Linked DNA regions of Mus musculus: region 2 is linked to region 1. The links are chromatin contacts, called in public Hi-C maps. All regions are on one chromosome and are shown on one strand. Each heading gives the region's core, a stretch centred on a gene start, on an enhancer-like site or on the middle of the called end of the contact. The rest is flanking DNA. Distances are from core to core; before and after follow the strand shown.

Region 1 (2,596 bases), core at 44-2,543:
CCAATTGTCACAACCACAATGCAACTTTCAAGCATACTTAATAAAAACAAATTCTCTGTCAAGCTGAGTAAAGTAAATGACAGGGGAACCCCAAACTAGATTCTCAGCAAAGAAACCAAGCTATCTGTCACAAGTTGCTGGAAACGGTATCAAACACTTTCCTAAACAGGCTGAAAACATAGATAATGCAGATGTAACTGGGGGGTGGGGGGTGGGGGGGGTTGCTGTTGCCACCCAGTCTTCAGTGGTATTCTCTTTAAAGTTAAGCTTTCCTCGCATAAACGTGGGAAACAAAACACTGCTCTTCTTTAAGCAACAGCTAGTCCTTTTGCTTATTCAAGGATGTGTTCTCTTGGCTTCAAATACTTCTATAGTCGCTTAATTAAAAACACAGATTAGAATGATTTAGAAGTAGCAACGATTCCTAATACTTCTCCCATGTCCCTTCCTAAAGGCAAAAACAAACTAGGGCAAAAAACTGCCAGGCCTCAAAACCCAGGTAGTCTACCTTACTTTGCCTCAAGTTTGAAAGTTAGAAATAAGCTACCAATGGACAGAGAAATACCGGGTTGTGGTTGGAAGGAAGAGTAAAGGGCAAAGGACTTCGCTAGCACAATTTCCGGGACAGTCAAAAGTGTGACCCTAGCACCCCCGTCTCTGCTTTTACCATCAGCAGGATCGCAAGGATAGCATATGCGTTAGGAAAGCGGGGCTTAGCCTGCCGGCCGCCACTATTCCTCGGGTCTCTTTAGGGAAGGAGATCACCGAGGGTTGAGATCGGAGAGCTCCACGGTCCCCCAGGGAGGTGCAGGAAGGCGCGACCTCAGGGCAGCAGCAGCCACCACGCTAACTGGACCTGTAGAGGCCGCTCGTGCCGCCGCCTCCCGGGGCAACGACGGACAGCAGGCCGCGCTGCCGGCACCTCAACAGCCGCGGCCCCACCGGCAGCAAAGCCCAGGCCGCTCCCACGCCTCCCGCCGCACCACCCACGGCGCGCGGCAAGGCAAAGTTTGGCTGTCGCCGTTAGGCCTGAACTTTCCCGCCCGTCGCGCAGGTCGCCGCCGCCGCCGTCCCCCGCATTGCCGGCCTGGAGGCCCAGCTCCGACACACCCGCGCGGTGCACTTACTCAGCTTGCTCCCGCAGGGACGGGGGCTCCGTGGCGGCCATCTTGAACTTCCCGACTCCTCCGCGATGCTGGCGGCGGCTCGGCGAACCGTGGACGCCAGTGGAAGCGGAGGAAGAAGGGACAGGCAGCCGCGCATGTGCGGAGCACGTAGAGAAAAGCGGCACTCGGGAGTCCGCGCTAAGAATCCGGATAGAAAAACTCGGCGTCCGGGGGCGGGGCGCGGAACGTAACTTCCGGGGCTAGGGGGCGGGCCGTGGGGAGAAGAAGGCCTGATTCACTTAGAGCGCTGGTTATGTGTGTAAGTGTGAGTGTGTAAGTGTGTAAGTGTAGGGACCTGCTGGAGACAGCAGCAAAGAAAGGGGTCGGGTGCATTGCTGAGAGCTGATTCTCCATGTGATCCAGTAGTGGGTGAAACCTGCTGTGTCTCTCCTTGTTGCTGATTGGCTAGCGGAGAGCTCGTAGACCTGGCCTAATTTAAACAGCCAGAATATCTGCCAGGTCCCCTTTTGACCTTCTGTTCTTTATGGTATGCTTTATATGGGAATTAAGTTTTCTGTTTCTGGGAGGAATACGTTGGAGATAATGGTGATACTGAAATAAGACCGATTTCCGATTTACAGACACCATTCTTCACAGAGTAAAATAAAGCACTTCTAAGCCCGGACACACAAAATAAATGTAATAAAAATGCTCTTGTCGGGCAGTGGTGGCGCACGCCTTTAATCCCAGCACTCGGGAGGTAGAGGCAGGCGGATCTGAGTTCGAGGCCAGCCTGGTCTACAGAGTGAGTTCCAGGACAGCCAGGGCTACACAGAGAAACCCTGTCTCGAAAAACCAAAAAATAAATAAATAAAAAATAAAATAAATAAAGCACTTCTAAAGGAGCTGGTGCTGGAAAACTTTTCCATGGAAGATTTTCTTTTTCACCCAAGTTCATTTCCACGCTATTACGAATTGGAGAGCGAAATCGATGCCTAAAGGCATCCCAAGCTGTTACTGTTAGCAGATATTGAAACATTAGCTTACTCGTGCAGGAAACGTTTACAAAGTGACAGACCAGACAATTACAATTCCTTGGGTTTTTTTTTTTTTTTTTTTTTTTTTCCTCTTCGGGGCCCTGGTAAAGGAACCGCCCGACCCATAGCCGCAGTTTCCGCGGATCAGGACGGAAGTGAGCTCTGCACAGCGGAACCAGCTTCCCGGAAGTCTTTTGGCCAGCCGGAGAGACGCATGCGTGCTGGTGGCCAGAAGAAAGCGTGGGCGTGTTCAAAGCTGCGGGCGGTGGTTGTGGCGTTAGAACTGCGGCGGGCAGCTATGGGGAGGCCCTCCCAGTTCCCTGCTCCAGCTCAGCTGGTCTCCGCCTCCCGATCTCAGCCCCGACCTCTCCTCTGCGGCAACGTCAGCACAGCGGCTTGCCAAGATTGCGTCTGAGCGTACCCCAAGATCCCTCAAGTAGAGGTCCGCCTTGT
Region 2 (2,596 bases), core at 60-2,559, 260 kb before region 1:
GTATATGCCCCAGTACAGGGGAACGCCAGGGCCAAAAAAAATGGGAATGAGTGGGTAGGGAAGTGGGGGGGGAGGTTATGGGGGACTTTTGGTATAGCATTGGAAATGTAATTGAGGAAAATATGTAATAAAAAATAAATAGATTTTAAAAAATTGGAAAAAAAAAGAATTGAGATGTTATTTCTCTCTGTTAGGAGTTCAGGCCTACCATAGTTCTTTGCAAGTAGAATGCTATCAACAGTAATAGTCACTACCCAAAGTAGACCCATAAGAAAATAGAGTAATAACAAGCTATGAAACAATCACCTCCAAAGCTCCAACCAGTTTAGGATGTGAAGGGACGTTAATAGTACTTTGTGTCAAGTATATTAGTTATTCTAGATAGCCTTAGGAAAAAAGGAAGAAAATACAATAGGATTATTGATTACTATTGAGGTTCTAGAAAATAGAGGAAGGGAGCATATATGGCAGGGGGACTTTTGGGGAAAAAAGTGTCTGGTGAGGGAATTTCAATGAAAGGTAGAAGGAAGAAAGAGATGGTAAAGACATGCTGCAGATAGCTTAGACCATGCTCAGCTCTCTGGAGGCCAAATCTCAGGGACTTTGCAAACCAGGCCAGACTTTGTTCTTTGGGAAATGAGAACATGAAAGAGTAAGGGCACAGAGAGAAAACTCTATGTAGGGCAAGAACACCGAGGAGCTGAAAGGGCGTGGGCTATCAAAGATGGAATAGACGTAGAGGAGGGAGAACTGGTAGGAGGTGAACCATGAAAACTGACTGGCCCAATTGTAGGGCTTCTTCGGGACTCTCCCACATGCCTTTCCTGGCTCCCAAATGCTGTCTGGCCTCTGGGAGTTGCTCAGCCAAAATGTGTTATTTTTACTTCAGGATGCTAAGTGAGCATGGCCCCTGAAGGATGCTGAAGCAGATTGTGAGTGATACCAAAGCCCCTCCCACCCATTTCCTCTAACCAAAAAAAAAAAAAAAAAGCTCCAGGCTCTTGCTCACGAGGTAAAATTACATTCACCCCTTCTCTGAAGCCTTTCCACGCTCTCCCAGTGTGACTCACGCGCTTCCTGCATCAACGCCACTCATGTGTGTCATTATGTGCTACATTACTGCCTCTCAGAATGATTTGAGGGAGTCATTCTGATGTGTGTTTGTGTGTGGTGGTGGTGGTGGTGGTGGTGGGTGGGTGGGTGGGTAGGTGGTGTTGTTCTCCAGACCTGACTCACAGCGCCCTTCCTCTGCTTCTTTATTCTGGCATCTAGAATCATCAAGCATGTATCTGGGAACAGGCTGCAGCTGCTGATGCAGTGAAATCGAAAGGGGAACTGAGAAATCTTGGCAGGCTCCTGATCTGCCACTTCTGCACAGAACACACCTTACCAGCCACCTGCCTGACCCACTTCCACAATCTGACTAGTCATTTCTGAGTCTACCTTCAGCCCCAGAGGCTGTATGTACATCCAAGGCTCACCAGTTGTGGAATGAAGGAGGGAAGGGGAGCTTGCCACATTGAAGGAGGTGCTGAGAGGGAACAGCACAGCCAGAATGCATGCCAGCCCTGGGCTGCTATCACAACCAGTCAGAAGCCAGGAGCACAAGTGGCACCCACATGACAGAGAACCAGAAGTGCCAGGGATCCATTTGGCATCCTAAACCCAAGTGACTCTGTGGAGGACTCTCCATGGAAAAGACCTTGCCTGGGTGGATGATACAAGCTTCAGTTTTGGGCAGAAGCCAATATGGATGACTGTACCCCAAAATCTTGACCTTGTGGGCAGGGGAGAGGAGACAATTACACCCCTATCCCCATGTCCGGGTGCTATGTCCATAACAAGGCTAAATCCACAAACCAAGAGAGGGCTTGTCCTCTGCACTGTACAGTCAGGTGAACAGAGGGGACAGGAATTCAAATTACAAGCTCCCCCTGTGTCTACATGGCAAAGAGAGCTGTATAATCAGGAAGAAAGGGTGGCTGTGGTCTTCTGTGGATCACAAACAGGCCCAAGTTGCATTGGGCTAGAAAATAAATGTACCTTTCAGTAGAAAGGGAACCTGTCACCTTTGATGCTTTACAATAGGGAAGTGTCGTTTTTGTGTGTGCCAAGAACTTTTATTTACATCATCCCCACCCATCTCACACATCTCACATCATCTTGTAGTAGTTCTCTCTCTCTCTCTCTCTCTCTCTCTCTCTCTCTCTCTCTCTCTCTCTCTCTCTCTCTCTCCTTTCTTCTCTCTCTCTTCTCTCTTCTCTTTCTCTTCTTTCATCCCCTTCTCTCTTCCTGCCCTTCCCTCTCCCCATTTTCTTTCTTCCTTTCTTCCATCCTCTCTCTTCCCTTCTTTCTTTCCACTTCTCCTCCTCCTCTCCCTTCTTCATTTTTGGTTTTTTGAGACAGAGTTTCTCTGCATAGCCCTAGCTGTTCGTGAACTTGTTCTGTAGTCCAGACTCACCTTGAATTTAAAGATCCCTGCCTCTGCTTCCTGAATTATGAGATTCAAGTTTTGTGCCACCATGCACTGCTCAAGTGATGCCATTTTCAATTGTCACAGAATATCCTTGCTTCCAGGGCAAGTGCCTACCAATGA

Evidence for each region. A called contact is a pair of places that touch in the nucleus more often than the background predicts.
Region 2: a contact with region 1 is called in a Hi-C map of Th1 cells, with 7 times the contacts expected there. The contact joins the enhancer-like site here to the promoter of Prpf4b in region 1. A contact is called at or near these places in 1 of 39 promoter capture datasets (pre-B cells), 4 of 484 Hi-C or Micro-C datasets (CD4 T cells, CD8 T cells, Th1 cells and 1 more) and 1 of 115 datasets of contacts at active chromatin or transcription factors (memory CD8 T cells).

What each region holds. Positions count from the first base shown.
Region 1 is chr13:34,874,226-34,876,821 of GRCm38.p6, reverse strand. It overlaps Prpf4b (pre-mRNA processing factor 4B), which reads right to left and starts at 1,293. Exons shown (of 15, transcript NM_013830.3): 1 at 1,128-1,293. The coding sequence starts at 1,168. Gm36839 (a long non-coding RNA gene) reads left to right here and starts at 1,582. Exons shown (of 2, transcript XR_382181.1): 1 at 1,582-1,653; 2 at 2,254-2,596.
Region 2 is chr13:35,130,339-35,132,934 of GRCm38.p6, reverse strand. No RefSeq gene overlaps it. Among named protein-coding and RNA genes, the nearest start is that of 4930529N20Rik, 36 kb to the left of the region's middle. Within about 2 kb of position 1,309, at least 86 of the 459 cell types and tissues checked have an H3K27ac peak or open chromatin away from gene starts, as enhancers often do. A contact at or near this core is called in CD8 T cells, Th1 cells and memory CD8 T cells, where this site is marked.